Regions from separate parts of the Mus musculus genome. Here all the other regions are linked to region 1. Evidence: chromatin contacts called from public promoter capture Hi-C data. All regions are on one chromosome and are shown on one strand. The core of a region is the stretch at or near the end of the contact, and the rest is flanking DNA. Distances in the headings are between cores, read along the strand shown.

Region 1 (3,950 bases), core at 369-2,868:
TTGAATTCATTTTGGACCTGGGGAAGCACAGCTGGTAGAATGCTTGTTTAGCATGCATGAAGCTGAGTTTCATTCCCAGTGCCACACAGAACAGGATGTGGTGGCATACCAGTGATCTTAGTATTTGGGGAGGGTGGCAGGAGGCAAGATGGCCAGGAATTCCAGGTCATCTTTGGCTATATGGCAAGTTCAAAGCCTGACTGGGGTATATGGAGTATGCCTCTTAAACTAAGTCAAACAAAAAACAAAACCCTGGATTTCTCAAAGTGTTTCCCCTGTACAAGTAAACATTTTAAATTTGGGTCAAGGATTTTTAAAAAAAAAATTATTTAGCTTGCGATATATTTTCTAAAAATAGCACATTTATAGGAATATTTAAATATTAATAGCTTACATTTTAAGTAACGTGTTGCAATCCTACCACCTGGCATGTCTTGGCACCATTCCCAAGAATGCCTACACCTTTAAACCTAAGGTAATTTACCACTTTTCTTTTTCCAACACAACGTCAAGACCGAAGTTCTAATAAATTTAAATGATACGAGATGCTATTGTATGCTAGTAAAATAAAATTCTGACGTCCCAAGAGGTTAAGTTCCGGATTCGCAAACCCAATTGGACTGCTCAGGTCGGATTCCCCGTAGCGTTATCACCGAATTAAAAAAAAAAAAAAAAAAAAAAAAAAGAAGTAATTTCTTCTAACAGGGACAGCTCTTTGTGTGGCAGAGCGCAGCTGCTGTGACAGAATGAGCAGGCATGCCCTTGGCAAAGCCAGATCTTGTCAGAGTGTGAGCTGTCCCAATTTCAATCAACTGTCAACGCTTCATTGAGGGTCAAAATGGCTTAGGCTGGCGGCTCCAAGGGCCTCGGGTGAGGTGCCCGGTTTTCTGCTCTAAGCGTTTAGCCACCCCTAAGAAAACGCTAGGAGGGGAGGCCCTGAGTGGGGTGCGGACAGGTGCGTCCTCTGGAACTACACAAAGGGCCGGCGGCACCGCCACTGAGCCCCTAGCAACTGCACGCAAGCTGCGCTCGCGCGCTTTCCGCCGCCCCACGGCGCTCAGGGCGGGAGGCTCGCCGGGAGGGCGGGGCAGCGCGCGCAGGTCAGCGGCGTAAGCGACAGACACCCTCGGGCCTGCTCGCGGACGCGGCCTGGGAAGCGCGAAGGCAGTTCTAGGTTCGGCACCGCTAGCATTGTAGGGATTTGTAGTCCGCGAGCCCGTGGGGCACCTCCCCTCCGGGTAGGCCGACCCAGGCGTCCCCGCCCTCTGCACGAGGACTTCCTGCCGCGGCTTAAACTACAACTCCCGTCGTCCGCTGCGCCGAGGGCTGAAAGCGAAAACAAATTCTAGGCTGCGAGGTTGCTGCCCTCCGCCCGGCGCCCCTTCCCGCTCCCCGCCCCTCAGGCGCCCTCCGGCGAGGTGGGGAGACGAGCGGCCGTGGCTTTCTCTCCGCGTTTCCTCGGTTCTCGGCGTGGGGTGCGTGCGGGAGACGCAGGCCTCGCTTAATCTCAGCCGGGCGCGCCGCCGGGGCTTTTCTCGCCTCACACCGGTCGAGACCCGGAAACTTGTGGGGGCGGCGACCCCCGGGCTGCCCGCGGGCGCGTGTCCCTCCGCGGAGGCGGCCGCGTGCGGATGGCCATGCACTAGGCTGGGCTCACCTATGCTCCGGGAGAGCGCCGGCCACCGCCTCGGGCCGCTGCCGCCACCGCCTCTTCCTGCCGCCGCTCGCCGTGTCCGCGTCGGAGCCGGAGCCCGAGCCGCAGCCTGCCCCAGGCCCGGGCGTCGAGCAGCCGGCGGCGCGGCCATGTGGGGCTAGTTCGCCCCGCGCACGCTGCAGCGGACCGGCAACATGGAGGCAGCCGTCGGCGCGCCCGACGGCGTGGACCAGGGCGGCGTGGGGCCGCTGGAGGATGAGACGCCCATGGACGCCTATCTGCGCAAACTGGGCTTGTATCGGAAATTGGTCGCCAAGGACGGGTCGTGCTTGTTCCGGGCTGTGGCCGAGCAGGTAAAGGACCCGGGCCGGAGCCGGGCGGGCGCGGGGCTGGGTGCGACATGCCGCCCGCAGCTGCCTGGCCGCCCACGGCGGGGCTGCGCGTGGCTCGCTGTCGTCACAGCGGCCCATTGTAACGCCGGCACGGGACCGAGTGAGGACATCTCGGGCGGCCTGCTCGCAGCCTGACCGCCAGGGACCCAGCGACATGCTGTTTTTGAGTTGTGTTCCGCGTTCACCTGCGCTCAGTTTTTAGCAGCCGAGTGTTCCCACTAGTTAACCTCATGTTTACTGGAGGAGGTGCGGCACTCAGTGTGACTGCTTCACATTTTTTTTTTCCTGTTGCTGGACTTTGGAATGCGGGGTAGTCGGTCTCACCGGTGTCACTCGAAACAGGCGGCCAACTTTGCTGTTTAAGGAAAGCAGTCTTCCTGTATAGGGTCTTCCCAGTGACTTAATCTTGAGTAGGTCCCATACTATACTATGTTGGAATCAGGCAAGAATTTACTCTTCTAAAGGCCTTTAAGTAATAGGATGGATTTTCAGTATAGGCACATGTCGGGTTTTTTTTTTTGTTTCCGTTTTTTGTTTTGTTTTCCTTATTGGTCAAAAATTATTCCCAGTACAGATCGAACATTTTACCAAAGAGAAGTGAGTTAGAACTCAGGAGTGGGACGAGTTCCAGGGAAGAATACTCAAGGCTTTTCTTTTTTGAGAGCGAGCCCTTTTCCCCATGTTATGTAATCAGATGTAGGTGTGGGGTCACCAAAACCCATCCTATATTTGAAGACTAGCTGCTAAAGTAGTTGGATTAAAAAAGTTTCACATTACTGCTCCAGTTTGTATTTCATACCATTTACAGTTTGCTTTCCTTTGGCTTAATCTGGAGTTTTTATGGTTTTGTCCCCTCCCGCCCGCCCCCTTTTGTGAGCTAACTAGCTTTTAAGATTTCTGTTTTAGAATCACCAGGCTATGTATTTTTCAGAGTATGTAAATATGGAACACTTTGCACTTATGACAGGTATGTCCATTGAAACATTCTTTGATGCTTCCCAAACCATCCTACCATTTGATATCTCTTATTTTCAGAAATGTAGGAAGCTCCAGTGTGGGTGCTGTTTCCAGCCCAGTCTTTACTGTTACATAGGTAAACAGTCTGCTCCATTTGTGAGTTTTCCAGATGAAGAAGATTGTCTCCTTGTCTCAGCCTTCTTGGCCTCTAGCACCTCTAGAAGCTGAAGAGGGGAAGTGAAGTCATCCCATGGTGTCGGTTTATATTATAGTGCATTAGCAAGTTTGTGGAGGATGGAGGTAGAGGTTAGTGTTTGGAGTTGAGTTATCCAGGCCTATTTAAAGTGAGACAGAAAGGTGTGTTTCTGCCCATGAGACATGCCACAGATCCTTGGGGATAGAAGAGCAGCTTGGGGGACTCAGTGTCTGCACAGTGGGCAAGAGCTAGTTGCACTAAACTCATTGATGGGGGTAAACTCCGTTTCAGCCTTGGGATCTGGGTTAGTCTTAAAGGACCTAACCTTTACAAATTTGGGGACGCTTTATTTTGAATATATTGAGCCTACATCTAGGGGAAGCAACATAAGTATTCCAGTAGATCCAGACTGAGTGAGGAAGTAATGGTGAGGAAGAATGTGTTAGCCTCCGCTGCCTTTAAAAGTCTGTAGGAAGGATTTGTTTTAGTGGAATTTCTTTTCTGGTAAATAGTTCAATAAATATTTTTAAGAGTCAGGAAGCTAAATAGTCCTAAGAGAAGAGGATTCGAGCGCGCTTGAGATTAGCCTTTTCCCCTTCAGATTACCTGATTTAGAGATGCTTTTTCCTTTTTTTTTTTCTTTTTTCTTTTCACTTGTGGATTTGGGCCTGCAGGAAGCCTGACCTGAATCAGCTCCTAGCCTTGTAGCTAAAAATAGGGCACTCTTAGAGGACTTGCTAAAACAGTGTCT
Region 2 (3,950 bases), core at 772-3,271, 4.0 Mb after region 1:
GTACCAGCTTGCTTGCCGGGTTTTCCTCAGGGCCAGGGATCCGACCCAGGTTAGGAAAGTGCTCTACCAAATGAGCTCCACCCCTATTCCCCAGTTTGGTTCTTCCCTGCCTTTGTGCTGCTGTGGAACCCAGAGCCTCCGAGCCGCGTGTGTGCACACTTGTGCATACAACTGCTCTGCCGGAGGAACTACCATCAGCCCATCGAGGCACTGGGAGAAATCAGGCTCTGAAATAAACCAGATCAAGTTTTCCAGGCCAAACTGTGAGCCTCAGGCTGTGTTCACACTCCTTGAAACAAAGCACCCGCCCCAAGTCTCAGAAGCCTACCTGGCCTGATTTTCTACTAGCAAATTAAAATGATTGGCTGCAAACTCCATCATCCGCCTGTACTTCTCAAACTGAACATGGCTTTTCCCCCAGAGCAAGAGAGGGGGTGGGAAAGGAAAAACACCCCAGGGAACAAACCTCCTTTTGAAAGCACAGAGTTGATGGGGCGTAAGGATTGCAGACTCCCATCTCTGGTCCTCTGGCATCATGTTAAAAAAAAAAAAAGAAAAAAGACTGGGGATTTCAAGATTCATTTCACAGGCCCTGGGAAAACTACCAACAATAATCATGATACAGAAGATGAATAGCAATATTAGTATTCAACTTGTGATAAAAAAAAATAGGATTATTTCCTATGTATTGGAGGTTCCTGAAGTATGCCAATTTCCAGAGACAAGTGGTGGTTGCCAGGGGCTGGGGGAGGAGGGAATGGGGAGATACTGTACACTGCTGTACAGCTTCAGTTTTACAAGATCAAAGAGAGTTTAGAGTACTTGCCTAGCAGGAGAAAAGCCCTGAGTTCTAAGCCTAGCACTACAAACTGAGGGAGCAGGCAGGGAAGGGGAAAAAAAAAAAAAACAAAAAAAACCCTAACCTAAGGCTAGGCTGAGGTTGACTAAATTCATCACAAATTTAAGATCTGAGGGGAGAAATACACACAACTCTCAGCTTGGCAGCTTTCATTTACCCGGAACCGCACTGCTAGTGGTTAGAAACTATGCCTTTGAAAAGAAATCTGCATTTCCTTTCTGTTCTGCAATTACTAGCAGGGACCTTCCAACAACTCACTGGACATCTCTGACTTTCACCTACATAGTAACAAACTACAAATCCCTCCGCAGAGGACTATGAGTCTGAGGACATAACAAAACCTCAGTAATACGGTAGTTAGCCCTGACTAATGTATTCTTACTATGAATGTGAGCAGTGAGTTACTGTTTTATGATGATTACTTAAAAGTCAGCAACAACGAAATTAGTATCATCAGGTCGAGAAGAGCATTAGAAGATTTGGTTTTAAGAGGAAAGGTGACCCAAGATACAGTCAGAAGACATGAGCTTCCAGAATGGTCTTGCGCATTCAGATTTCTTCCCTGGCGGTCACGGGCTGGCGTGACCCTGGAACCAACTCCCTCGCCGCCCAGGCATCTTGGCGAGGTGGGTGCGAAGGTCGGAAGAGGCAGGCTGGCTGCAGAGCCCCTCCTGAGCCCGAGGCGCTGACAACGTGCAAGGATTGTGCAAGAGAATCGTTCGTACCAAAACCAAGTGCTCCGCACCGCACTCCTCCTGAACACCTGCCACTCAGGCCATCAAGGATGCTGCAAGGAAGCTGCAAGCTTCTCCTAGGCCCTGCAAGACCCTAAGAAAAGGCATCCCCAAACAACCTGGGTGGCAGGTTTATAAATACCCCCCTGCACATGCGCAATGAGACTACACTGCGCCTGCGCCATGGCGGAGAGTCAGACCATAAAAAAAGGTTCCGAGGCCCTGCAGGACACTTGCGGTCTGCGGTAATCATGGCCCAGGGCCCCGCGCTGCTTACCTCGTAGTGCTTCATGGTTCTTCCACAGGATGGCACCTGCTCTGCTGCAACTGAGTGGCCGCCGTACCGCACCAAACACCACCCAGCTCCACACACACTCGGGGAGCAGCACTCCCGGACTCCGGCTCCGCCCCCCTCTATGCGTGCGTCCCTCCTGCCAATCAGCGTGGGGTGCACCCACTGCTCGCGCCACACAACTGACCAATCAGATTTCTCGATCCAAGGAGCGCAGCGGACCCCCTCCCCCCCACTTTGGCAAGCAAGATTAAAACCCGGCCACCCACCAATCAAAAGGAAGCCTGGGCGCCGCGCGCCCTCTGGCTCCGCCCATTGCAGTGTTGCGGTGGAAATCCAGCGACGTCAGGCTGAGGGGTCAATGCGGCAAAACGAGAACAAAGAGCTGCGTGGCCCGGAGAGCCAGGCTTGGGGTGAATTCGTAGATGTAGAGAAGCTCATCTAAGAGATGAGACCTCAGATTATCATCCATCACCAGGACCCTTGAAAGGACTCCAGATATCACGAATGGAGAAAGGAAAAGAAAACCTGCACCGCATTCTACAGGTGCCCCTCCTAAAACAGCTCCTGTCAGTTGAGCTGGCCCTAGAAGCAAAACCACCTTTGTCTCTGCCTGCGTTATCGTGTACAGTTTGGTTACTACTGGCCACATGTAGCTACTGAGCCCTTGAAATATACAGGAAAAAAATGACAGGTGCTGCCAGTCTAAAAATACAGGACATCAGAGAACAGTGCAGAGAAAGACGACATTACAGGGGCTGGTGAGATGGCTCAGTGGGTAAGAGCACCAACTACTCTTCCAAAGGTACTGAGTTCAAATCCCAACAACCACATGGTGGCTCACAACCACCCATAATGAGATCTGATGCCCTCTTCTGGTGCGTTTGAAGACAGCTACAGTGAACTTATTTTAATAAATAAATCTTTGGACCGGAGCAAGTGGGGTTGGCCAGAGCAAGCAGAGGTGTAGAGGTCCTAAATTCAATTCCCAACAATCACATTAAGGTTCACAACCATCTGTACAACTACAGTGTGTACTCATATATATAGAATAAATAAATCTTAAAAAAAAAAAGACATTACAAATGAAGGCATTTGGTATCCTACCTAATGGGCTCAATTCAATCCCAGGGACCCACATAATGTAAGGCCGGAACAGAGACACCATGGCACATGTGCAAGCACACATATACACACACTCTCATAAGTAAATATAAAATGTTAAAAGCCTAGTGCAGCCAGATTCTGCTTGCTGTAGTCTGCAGCCTGAATATATATATGTATATACTGCAGGAATAAATGTTCAGACATGGCATTTAGGGTTAGTTTAATAATATTATATAACAGGCCCAATAAAATTGTAGACTTTCTTGCCAGAAAAAGGGGGGAGGGGCTGTGGATCAGAACAGACGTTTTCAGTAGAAGAAATACAAATGGCTAACATATATCTCAAAGTATTCATCATTCTTTAGAGTTAGAGAAACAGAAATTAAACTTTGAGGCTTCATCTCATCTCTGTCAGAATGGATAAAACCAATAAAACAACCATTAACAAATTCTAGAGGGCGTGTAGGGAAAGGTAACCCCTTGTTCACTGCTGGGAGGATTGCAAACTGGTGTAGCCACTATGGAAATAAGTTTGAGAATTCTCAAAAAGCCAAAAAAATAAACCATATAATCCAGCTATACTGCTCCTTGGCATATGACCAAAGGACTTCTCACTCCACAGATACTTGCTCAGCCATGTTGGCTGCCATACACAGTAGCTAGGAAATACAACGTACGTAAACATTCTCTGATCGACGGCTGGCTAATGGCAGTGTGGTACATATACTCTGTGCAATACTATTTTGCTGTAAAGAAAACTGAAATTGTGAACTGTCAGGGTTCCACCCTGACACTCAGGTACCGATGTGGGGCGCAGAGCAGAGGAGAATGCCCTCTGGTCACTAACCCTCTTTTACTGTTCTGGGGACCAGGACTGGTGGCTTCTGGCAAGTGACTCCTGCTGATAGCAGTAGGAGATTAGGAAAAGAAATGGAATTACTTGGACTCTTTATTCTTT
Region 3 (3,950 bases), core at 546-3,045, 3.1 Mb after region 1:
CCTACAAACATACAAAAGAGGGAGGTGCGCCATCTGCCATCATCTGCCATTATTGGTGCACCCAGAGTCCCAGGCAGAACACTCGGTCCCCTGAATGATAAACATTTGCTAAATTAAGTCATGAAAATGAAGTATTTTAAAACAATCTGACTTTTTCAAGACTAGCAAATTAGTTAAGAACATGGGAAATGTCTAAAAATCAGGGTACTCAGTGAATGGAGACTGGCTAGGAGAAAATGATCAAAACTGAGCTAAAGAATATATAAAAAAAGCTGGAGCCTCCCACTCAGTTCCTGTCACCCATTCGCCTTCAACATCTATTGTCACCAGTAATTCATGATACGCCAGGCTTGATAATACATACTCTAACAACAATAAAAATATCATTGTTACTCAGTAAAATACTGAGGACACCTTTAACAGGTTCTTCACAGGGGCACACCATAGTTGATCATGTTTTTTAGGTACCTATATATGGTACTACAGAGTCCTCCATTCAGCCACCAGCCATTGCTTTAAAAAGCTCTCACCATTGAAGCATTGCATGGGTGTTTGGCTAGGTCGACAGTACTTCTTGATGCTCGCAGTTGTTTCTCGCGTTCTCGGCGGTTCTCTGCCTTCTTCCTCGCACCGGTCTTTTTCTTCGGCATGTTCCCTTCTTTCTAAACAAGAAAACAGGAAAGGTATAATTGATGCGTTCAGTCACACAGCATCTATACTTTCCTTAAATATTAAATCAGTCTTTCAATTTTAAATGCACCTCATCCCATCTGAAGCCTTTAGCAACATTACACACACATTATTCCAGCTGCAGGCTCCTAAACTAAGGCCCTCCTCTGGGCTTCCAAACTCTCACACAGCATAAGCATCAAGGACCTCAACCAAACAGCTAGAGTAATTGTTTTCTCACCCTAATTATTCTCTTCACTCAAAAAAACCTATGTATGCACCATTAGTAAGAAATGACTAAAAATATTTGTTTTGTGCCAAGTTGAAATAACCATTTTGAGCTATACAGTCTCAGCCCTAATGCTGTTGACATACAGTATTATACAGTACACTGTCACCTACATGGTATCTAAACAAATAACCAGCAACCCAAGGCCTGACCGCAAACAAACCCATTTTCTCTTAAGAGACTAAGGTACTACAGTGGCTTTCGCTGCCTGTCCCTCGTGCCTAGATGCAACAGTTTCGACAAGTCAGATGCTTTGGAGTTTGTTTCCCACACAGACATCAAACCTTACAGTGCTGGTTTTCAGCACACAGAAAAACTACAACAGAGACAACCAGGCTTCTGTGTTCTCACTCTGGTGCCCCAATCCTTTCGGACAGGACAGTCTTCAGAGCTAATCAGTGGTTAATCATGCTGGCCACGCCACGGGGCCTTCCTTCAGTGTTTAAAAGGGAAGTCTGGAGCATGTGGCTGAGTGGCCACGGGTGACCGTGGATGAATTCTGTACCCACTAAGACATCTCAGACCTATTTTTTTCCTCGAATCTGTTTGTGCCAACGAGGAGAGATTTCTTTGAGTTCAAGCTTAGATCCTGGTGACAGCAGAGCGACATTGGGTTCCAGGCTCTGGGAGGCCAGGAGGCGGGGGCGCGGGAAGAGCCACGCGGCTCGCGACCCGCCAGCAGCCCGAGGGCCCCTCACGTTCTCCAGACCCACCCACGTCGCGCGGCCTCACGGGGACGCGCCACTCACCGCAGTGGCCGAGGACGCGGAGGAGAGGGCGAGCCGCGGGCTAGAACGGCAGAAGCAGCCCGTTTCCAACGGTGGGAGCGAGACCGGATATCCTGCTATGTCAGAGCGCCCAGGTTGAACACGTCAACAGGAAGAATCCCGCATGTTCCGCCCCCTCCTCGGGGAGGACCCGCCTTCCCGGAAGTGGACTTGCTACAATGGAAAGAGGCTCCAGCGTTGCAAAGAAAGTAGAGGGCAGAGAGCTGCCGCATCTCAAGGCCTCTGCTATGTCATTCTGATTTTATTATTTAACTCAGAGAGCTAAAAAGTCCAAAAGGAAAAGAAAGACGAGCCCACAAAAAATTTTGAGAGGAGAACAAGAACTTTGCTAGCAATTTTTTGCCTGACTCTTCTGAAATCCTTTTCCTTTCTGGGAGCCTGACAAGCCTCACATGGCACATTTTTAATTTTTGTTGTTGTTATTTTCTGAGACATAATGAATGGAACCCTGGCCTTGAAGCCACGACTCCATTACCTCTGTCTCTCAGCACTAGGATTATAGGCGTGCTCACAGGAAACTGCAGAGCCCTCCACTCCTCCCCCCCACCCACCCACCCCCGCTTTTTTTAATGTCTCACAACACTGAGTTCGGAGGTGTCTTGCTTGGCCTCTGCTGTGTGCATTCTGTTCCATTGTGAGCAAATCCTCCCACGTTCTCTGCTTCTGCTCCGAGGCTGAGATCTAACTATGCTTCCCTACAAGACTGTTTGCTTTAAATAACACTGAAGGTAAATGTTCCACTCTCACTCCCACCTTACCTTTGGGGAGGAAGTTCTTGACATTACTCCCAGTACTGCATGTGAGTATCACTTACTGCCTATCACCTTCTATATTTGAGTGGAGCTGTGTTATATCCACCCACTTTTTTTTATATTTTTTTATTTACATTTCAAATGTTTTTCCCTTTCCAGGTCTCCCCTCCAAAAACTCCCTATCCCATCCCCCTCCCTCTGCCTCTTTGAGGGTGCTCCCCTATCCACCCACCCACTCCTGGCTTCCAGCCCTTGCATTCTCCTACACATCAAACACCCTCAGGGCCAAGGGCCTCTCCTCCCACTGATGTCCAACAAGGCCATCTTCTGTCTTTACCACATTCACATCCCAATGGAAGACAACTCGTTTTGGTCTCTCTCTTTTTTTCCAACCCCTTCTGTTATCATCTTTGCTGCACTCCAGGAATTCGCTTTCATAACCACACCTCAAGCCTTTCTCTGAAGAGAGCTCAGTTTTGTCAATGAAATATGAATGTCTTGGCTTACTAGGCTCCTACCCTGTGCTCTGTTCTGTATTCTCTTGTTTAGTCATCCTTTTCAGTCTTTTTTTCTGCAAGTTCTACTTAATAAAACAGTCCCATCTCATTAGTCACAGTTTTTATCATAGTTTTTGTACTACTGATCATTAAATGATGTACCTTTTCCCTCCTATTGATTTTCTGGGTGGGGTTTTGGGGGATGGGGTGCTGATACATAAACAGGAGTCTATGTCACTAAACTCAAGCCTCTCAGGATTCCCCTTCTGTCCTCCTATAGTTCCCTAATCTCTTATTCCCATTTACCACAATATTTAATCATAATCAAAACATACTTGTTTTCTTCAAGCTTCCACCACTTATATCAATTTCAACAGACATCACCATCTCCTCTTTGTATAAAATGAGGACATGACTGCTCCCAAGTATGAGTAAGGAGAGAATTTTATTGTAGATGTGAGGGAGAATGCTGCCAGAGACATCTGAAGGAGAGAAAGTTATAAACGAAGCATGAGAGAAGAGAGGGAGAGAGAAGGGAAAAAGAACAAAGAAGAGAGAGCCAAGAGAGGGGACCAGGAGGACAAGGGAGCCAAGAAAGCTCACAGACACAATGGCAGCATTCTAGCAGAATAAGAAGCTGAGGGAAGGGAAGTCCAGGAGCTAGACAAGTTTAGGGGAGAGGGTGAAGTGAGCTGAGCTAACTGGAGCCCCGGGTTTCTGAGTGTCTGGCCAGCATGTGCTTTGATATGCTAATAGAGCCACAGTTCACCATTTGTCCCTAGCTTCTTTGAGACCTGATACTCTTTCACAAACACAAAGTGTCAACAACAGCTAATATAGTCATGGGCTTGCTCCTTACGTTTTAGGCACTTTGCCTGTGTGCCCTTAACAAGGTAACACAAGAAAAAGAACACATAGATAAGATGCAGCTTGACCCACAATTCTATAGGTATTT

The links. Promoter capture Hi-C pulls out the DNA fragments that hold promoters and counts their contacts.
Region 2: a promoter capture Hi-C map of cranial neural crest shows a contact between it and region 1. The contact joins the promoter of Tecr here to the promoter of Otud4 in region 1.
Region 3: a contact with region 1 is called in a promoter capture Hi-C map of pre-B cells. The contact joins the promoter of Zfp330 here to the promoter of Otud4 in region 1. A contact is called at or near these places in 1 of 39 promoter capture datasets (pre-B cells) and 1 of 484 Hi-C or Micro-C datasets (CD4 T cells).

What each region holds. Positions count from the first base shown.
Region 1 is chr8:79,638,058-79,642,007 of GRCm38.p6, forward strand. It overlaps Otud4 (OTU domain containing 4), which reads left to right and starts at 1,619. Exons shown (of 21, transcript NM_001256033.1): 1 at 1,619-2,007. The coding sequence starts at 1,849. Gm51579 reads right to left here and starts at 1,848. Exons shown (of 1, transcript XM_030243905.1): 1 at 1-1,848. The coding sequence starts at 1,805. The coding sequence ends at 1,296.
Region 2 is chr8:83,592,470-83,596,419 of GRCm38.p6, forward strand. It overlaps Tecr (trans-2,3-enoyl-CoA reductase), which reads right to left and starts at 2,022. Exons shown (of 13, transcript NM_134118.5): 1 at 1,871-2,022. The coding sequence starts at 1,885. The region is part of intron 2 of D830024N08Rik (a long non-coding RNA gene); the gene reads left to right.
Region 3 is chr8:82,772,350-82,776,299 of GRCm38.p6, forward strand. It overlaps Zfp330 (zinc finger protein 330), which reads right to left and starts at 1,796. Exons shown (of 10, transcript NM_145600.2): 1 at 1,708-1,796; 2 at 531-662. The coding sequence starts at 650.